Linked DNA regions of Gossypium hirsutum: region 1 is linked to region 2. The links are chromatin contacts, called in public Hi-C maps. All regions are on one chromosome and are shown on one strand. The core of a region is the stretch at or near the end of the contact, and the rest is flanking DNA. Distances in the headings are between cores, read along the strand shown. Region 1 holds the start of LOC107963250 (receptor-like protein 15). Region 2 holds the start of LOC107963247.

Evidence for each region. A called contact is a pair of places that touch in the nucleus more often than the background predicts.
Region 1: a Hi-C map of leaf shows a contact between it and region 2, with 2.9 times the contacts expected there. The contact joins the promoter of LOC107963250 here to the promoter of LOC107963247 in region 2. A contact is called at or near these places in 7 of 34 Hi-C or Micro-C datasets (all in leaf).

What each region holds. Positions count from the first base shown.
Region 1 is chrA06:9,321,814-9,325,213 of Gossypium_hirsutum_v2.1, forward strand. It overlaps LOC107963250 (receptor-like protein 15), which reads right to left and starts at 1,502. Exons shown (of 3, transcript XM_016899814.1): 1 at 1,190-1,502; 2 at 101-1,114; 3 at 1-11. The coding sequence starts at 1,502.
Region 2 is chrA06:9,050,360-9,053,551 of Gossypium_hirsutum_v2.1, forward strand. It overlaps LOC107963247, which reads right to left and starts at 1,887. Exons shown (of 1, transcript XM_016899812.1): 1 at 1,201-1,887. The coding sequence starts at 1,887. The coding sequence ends at 1,201.

The DNA of each region.
Region 1 (3,400 bases), core at 252-2,751, 270 kb after region 2:
CGGAATACTACCTGACAAATTATTGTACGACACATTGAAAACTGCCAGAGAGTTCAACTCCATTTTATGCCGCTTAACTTGTTCCGAGAAAGGTCCAAACTCTCAATTTGCTCAAGCTTTGAGAACCATGAGGGTATAAATCCAATCAAATTGTTGTGGGACAAGTTTAGTGAATGGAGCTCACTCATGTTTCCTAGTTCTGGTGGAATTGGACCTGTTAGCATGTTGCAAGATAAATCAATTCCAGACATATACTCAAGAAGGTTGCCTGAATATGAGTACGATCCTTTCTTTGTCGTAAACAATACTTGTTCCTCCACATAGCTACCGGGATATCGATAACTTGAACCTGGAAATACAAACTGAGAGTCCTGTGATGCATCAAGAAGATATGAAGTGCTTGCAGTCCGAAAAGACTTGTCTGTTGGCATTAGAGTTAAAGTACTCAAACAGGAAGGAATATGACCAGAAAGCTTGTTTTGAGAAAGATCTACGATACTTAACAAGTTCAATTGGCAAATCTGACTAGGAATTTCGCCCTTGAAGTGATTTTCTCTCAAAACAAGGATTCTCAAAGCCGAAAGATTGGCAACCCAATATGGAATTTTCCCAGTCAAGTTGTTTTGGCCAAGATCTAATGCCACCAACGAAGAGATGTAAAGCGCAAGCGGCAGCGGACCACTTAGTCTATTTCTGCTCAGGTGAAGATGCTCTATGGCTAGTGAACTGATGCACGATGGAACAGAACCAGAAAAATTGTTCTGAGAAAGGTCTAAAAATCTAAGCAAACCCAAATTGCAGAATTCAAGAGGAAAGTGACCATAAAAATTATTGTTGGAAAAATCCAATGCCTCAAAGTTAGGCACATTCCATATCCATTTTGGGAGCTCAACAGACAAATGGTTATCACTTAAATCTATATCACTAAGAGCAGGAAAACTAAGGGTTGAGATATCTATCAGTGGCATCTCTCCATCAAAGTTATTGCCATCCAAATATAACTGTCGCAGTTTATCTAAGGTAAACATTGTAGGTGGTATTTTCCCACTCAAGTTATTACTTGAAAGTCTGAGAGTCAACAATGAGCCACTCTTAGCTAATTCTTCCAGTATTCCTCCAGAAAAATTATTCTATGATTGATCTAATGAAGATAAAGACTTCAAACCACCTAGGCATGGAGGAACATTACCTTCAAAGACATTCCTAGACAAGTTTAAGATCTGTAGATGCGGAAACATGGAGCCTATGTTCATTGGAATTTGGCCTCGCATTTTATTCCCAGATATATCAACTTGAAACATGTTAACATTAACATGTTTTGGTAACTGTAGATGACCCTTGAAGGAATTACCTTCCATGAGAAACTGTTGTAACCTTGTATTGTTCTGCAATAACCAAGATGGATTTTGTCCACCCAAGTTGTTATGTGAAAGGTCAAGATACCTCAAGCCAGTTCGGTAATGGAGGAAGTTGGGAAGACCCTTTGCTCTACAGTTTGACATACTCAAGAGTTTTAGTTGAAACTCTGGGTTTAGGGTCTGAGGCTCAAAGCTAGGATCACTCACTAAAATGTTTTGATCGATCAATAGGGCTTTCAGGTTTGAGTTGTTTGCAAATTATTTGAAAGATGATGCAACTTCAATAGGATTGCTTGAAATATCCAGTAGACCAAGAGAAGTCAAGTTATAGAAACATGAAGGAATTGATCATTTCCACTAAGATCTAACTCTTCCAGCTTCCATAAACCACAGCAACCTGTAAAATTTTATGAATGAAATACAGAAATGAATGGTAATTAGATTTACTTTTAAAAGTTTTAGATGATGTGTATGAATGCATCAGATATTGACATGTTAATTAATCATTGGATAAATTATACCATTAGTCACTAAATTAATGGTAAATTTTTATTTTGGTCACTTAACTATTTGAAAGTTTTCATTTAAGTCACTGAATTATTTAAAAAAAATTATTTAAGTCACTGGGTGGTTAAGTTTTTCTAGAAAAAAAAGTCCCACTAGCGAGCTCTAATCGAAGATTTGATGATCGATAGGTGGATCAGTACCCATCGACGAGTAGAAGAACATACCTTAGATCCAAGCCGATTTGACAATCAGTGCTGAAGATCGGAGAAAAAAATGTTTAAATTTTGGTTTACAAATTTGTAACATCTAAAATTATTTCATAAGAAAGAAGAACAAACTAAACTAGAAAAGAGAAGGGAAAAGAGAATTTTTTTTATCAGTGCATGCAGTGCGAATAGAGAAAGTCATATAACATTGATTTTAACATTCTAATGACTTAATAAAAACTTTTGAATAATTCAGTAACAAAATTGTACCTTTTGTTAGTTAAGTAGCTAAAACGAAAACTTGTTCATAATTTAGTTACTGATGGTGTAGTTTACCGTAATTAATTTATACCTTTAGGAGGTAAGGGGCCGGTCAGTGAACCGTTTGACAAAATCAAGCTTTTAAGAGAAGTCAATTGTCCAATGCTTTGAAGAATATTATGGGCGAGATGAGAATCGACCATGGATATTTCTTCTACATTGCAGGATAAATTCAACTCTGTGCAAAATAGGGAAAATTTATAAGAGAAAATATTATATTATATGATTGGATATAATTAAACAGTAGCCATATGATCAAACCCTCACTCACCTTGAGAGGAAGTAATCTTGGTTAAGTAATTGTTGTTCAAAAACAGGGTCTTAGCTGATGAGAAAGCCTCCACCACTTGTAATAGCGATGTAGTTTCATTGTGAAAAACCCCTTCCAAATAAGCAACCTTTAACTTTCTCAAACTTTCTGCATTAGCAAGCAAATACAACTACTTAATCAAATGTTTTGGATAACCTTGTACATGTAAATTAATGAAATAATACGTTAGAGTAAGGTGTTCACAATTTTGTTAAAACTAAATTAGCCGATTGAATGATTTAATTTGGTTAATCGGTCGGTAGTCGAATTTAGTTCGGTTGAATATCAGTTGTTGATTTTTTAGAATTTCAATTATCGATTTATTCAGTTTAAAACTAAATAATTAACCGAATAAACCAATTAACCGAAACATTTGTTGTTTTCAAGACTTATGTATGTGGTTGTTAACTTTTAATACTTTTGTAGTGTTTCTAATATCTTATTTGTTATTTTCTTCCAAGTTTTTTGAACTATTAAACAAAATAAAATAAACATTAGCAATATATTTTTTATATTGATTTTAACTAAAAAGCAAAAACATATAAATTTCAGTTAATTCGATTAACCGAAATATTTCAGTTCGGTTAATTTATTTGAAAAAAATTCCAGTTCGATTAACAGTTAAAATTTTTTACATCTCGGATAATTCTATTAATAGCAATTCGGTTCAAGTATTAATCAAATCGACCATTTTAATA
Region 2 (3,192 bases), core at 637-3,136:
ATTTTTGTAAATATGCTTAGAAATAGACTTTTTTAAGTAAATTTTTAGGGGTACTCTCATGCCTGTTAGATTTTCAATCATATATGCTTTAATGGGCCTTCTATTGCATTTAAAATCTAGCTCAATAACACTAAATTGAATTCATTGTTAAATAAAACGTGGTTACAATTAAAGTTTTTAAAATAAAATTGATGGTTATTTATATATCGACAGTAGTTATGATATAATTAAAATTCTAAAGCTCATATTGTATTTGACGTTGATGCAAGAATACTGTTATGTACTCTGCAATATTGTGAAATAGTGAAAGTGCACTTTCATTGCACATGTTTTTTAATAAAAAGTTTGCGTACTATATTAAACTTTTTTATATAGTTCGGGTGTTATTATGCAATTAAGTTTCTTAAATATAGTAAGTAGAATTTTCTATCCTTTATGCTTTAGGCCCACTTTCTTGGTTCTTGCTGATTTCAGTGGTGTGGGGTTGTGGGCACTTGCAAGCATCATTCGACCTAAGAGCCCAGTTTTCAAATCACTGAGATTGTATTTTATTTTAAGTAGGTGGTTCACAAACCCTAGTAAGTGCAGTTCATGTTTGGATGACTGTCTCTTAGCTCAACACACACATCCAAGCTCTCTAAACTTTACAGTCCTTGAGTGTTCTTAATTATTGTTAATTAATGATTTTGCATGTTGTCAATATATATGGGGTGATTATGGAGCCATGTCCAGTTGAGACATAAATTGTCTTTTCTCTTCGACTTTGTCTTATTCATTCGACACAAATATGCATACACCCAACAAGGCAAAAAGTACATGGTAAGCTCGCAGCACACAGTCTATTGATTCTTTTTCCTCATTTTTTTTTTCATTACAACCCAATAGAGACTGAAAGTTGCCTATTTGAAATATTAAACCATAAATCTTAAAAAGTATAGATAATACTTGAAAATTTAAATTATATGGACTCAAAAAGATTTGACATGCATATGATGGTAGGAAAACTGCCCAACACTACTAGAATATGCAAATTATTGAGGCATCCTAACCTTATATTAGCTTCCTCACGTGGACATATTAATAGGAACTTTTACCAGACAAATAAGGCTTACTGTCCCAGTGATTAGATAGGATTTTTTTTTTCTGTATGACCATTTCTCACCTTTCCAACACCAAAACTAGGAAAGATAGACAGTAAATTCATGTAGGTTTCATGTCCTCAAACAGTGTTGCCCATAATGTATTATGGTTTAAGTCCCCACCTGCCTTTTCCTTGTTGATGTCACCATGAACTTTTGGTCTCCTATGTGTCATTGCAACATCAACTGGACCAGATGTTATTGGGCTCCTATAACTGAACACCAACTTCTCCTGCAATTTCCGATCTAGGGGCCCGGAAAATTTTAAGCTCCTAGGAGGGACCAGCAATTTCTCTGGTCCTCTATAATCCAAGGGACCAGATTTTGCTATTTCCCTGGTTCTTACCATTGGATGCTCTATCTTCAGCTCCTTGTGATCACTCTTGCACCTCCTTGACAATGCTTCTCTCCACTTATCGCTATAAGAAACCGGCTCCGGCAGTGGCTTCGTCGCATTATTCTCATGGTGAACCAACTTGTTGACATACTTATTGAAGCACTTTCTGGTTTTGTTGATTGACAAAATGAGCTTGGACAGGCTATTAGGGGCTTCTCTAACTTCCTTCCTAGCAAGCTTGAGAATCTCCAGCCTATGCTTGGCAACTGAAATACCCATACTCTGAAGAAACTCATGGTTGAAGTATGATAAGTCCTCCTTTTGGAGCTCATTCCCAGAAAAGGCAAGGCCATACTTATAGACAAGTGACGGGTCAAGGGAGGCTTTAGATAACCAGGAATACCAGTCCATGGCGCTGGTGGTTGGCTTATGCCATGGGATGCTCACAAAATTGGAAGTTTTTAGTGTGTTATAAGATATAGTTGCATGTGAGTGGTCCAATACAAGCCTTCAAGTGGTCATAAAAGATTAAGTAAATGTGGTGGTTGAGTGTAGGGATATCGTTTCTTTCATCTCTAATTGAAATTTGGACGGTGGTTGAAAAATTGAGAGGGACACCAATTGAAAATCTGGAATATGAGTTTACGGACTTATGCGCCTTCGTGTTTCTACTGCAAGGCATTTCCATTAGGCATCACTATCATTAACTTCTGTCCTTTTCCGGCTGCACCATGGGTGCACGTGCTAGCCATATCCCCTGCGATATCTTCAAAATGATATACAAAATGCGTATCACTTCGATCATAGCCTTGTAGGAAATAGTTCATTTCGTTACCATTTCATTATTATACACTCTTTAAATTGATTACGGTAAGATAAACTTTGATGAAATTAAAAAATAATGATGATAATGAAATTAATTATTATAAATGGTGAGATTGAATATTATAAAAGTGAGATTATAATTAAGATTCAATCGCAATGGCAACAATGAGATGAGAATAAAAAATGACCATTAAGGACATTAAATTAAAATTTATTTACAATGAACATTTTGGATTATCTAATATTTATGAAATTATTAAAAATATATATTAGATTATAATTTCATCAATAAAATAATGTTATATATAATATTTTTCTTTTCTTTTTTATTATTGATATAATTATTTATGATTTATTTAAATAACGAAGTATCATATTTTCTATATTCATAAAATATTTTAATTTTATAATAATTTTAAATAACTTATTGTGTCAAATTTAAACTTCACAATATTAAAAGTTAATGGTATAATTTTATCAATAATTATTATTGGTGTAGTGGTAAAGAACTCGTTTATAAATTTATTAAATATGTGACCAATAAGTGTTGAGTGCAATGGTAAAGCGCATTGTACTCCCATAAGAAAATGCAAGTTTGAACTTTGAAGACAATATTTTTATCGAAAAATGAATAAATAAGTTAACAATCCATGTATGTATGTCAAGAAAAATATTTATTTTTCTCTTAAAGTTCCCCTAAATTTTCATGTTTATAATTTTCTATTTATTCATTTAATTAATTAATTAATTAAAGGTATGAAATTATTTTATTTATTATCAAATAAAGAAAAGAGTAATCATAAAAAAGAGAGAAAAGGAAAGGGTGAGAATGGAATTTCAACTGCTAAACGAAGTTTTAAATTTCAGTGCACCTTGAAGCAGCAGTAGGAA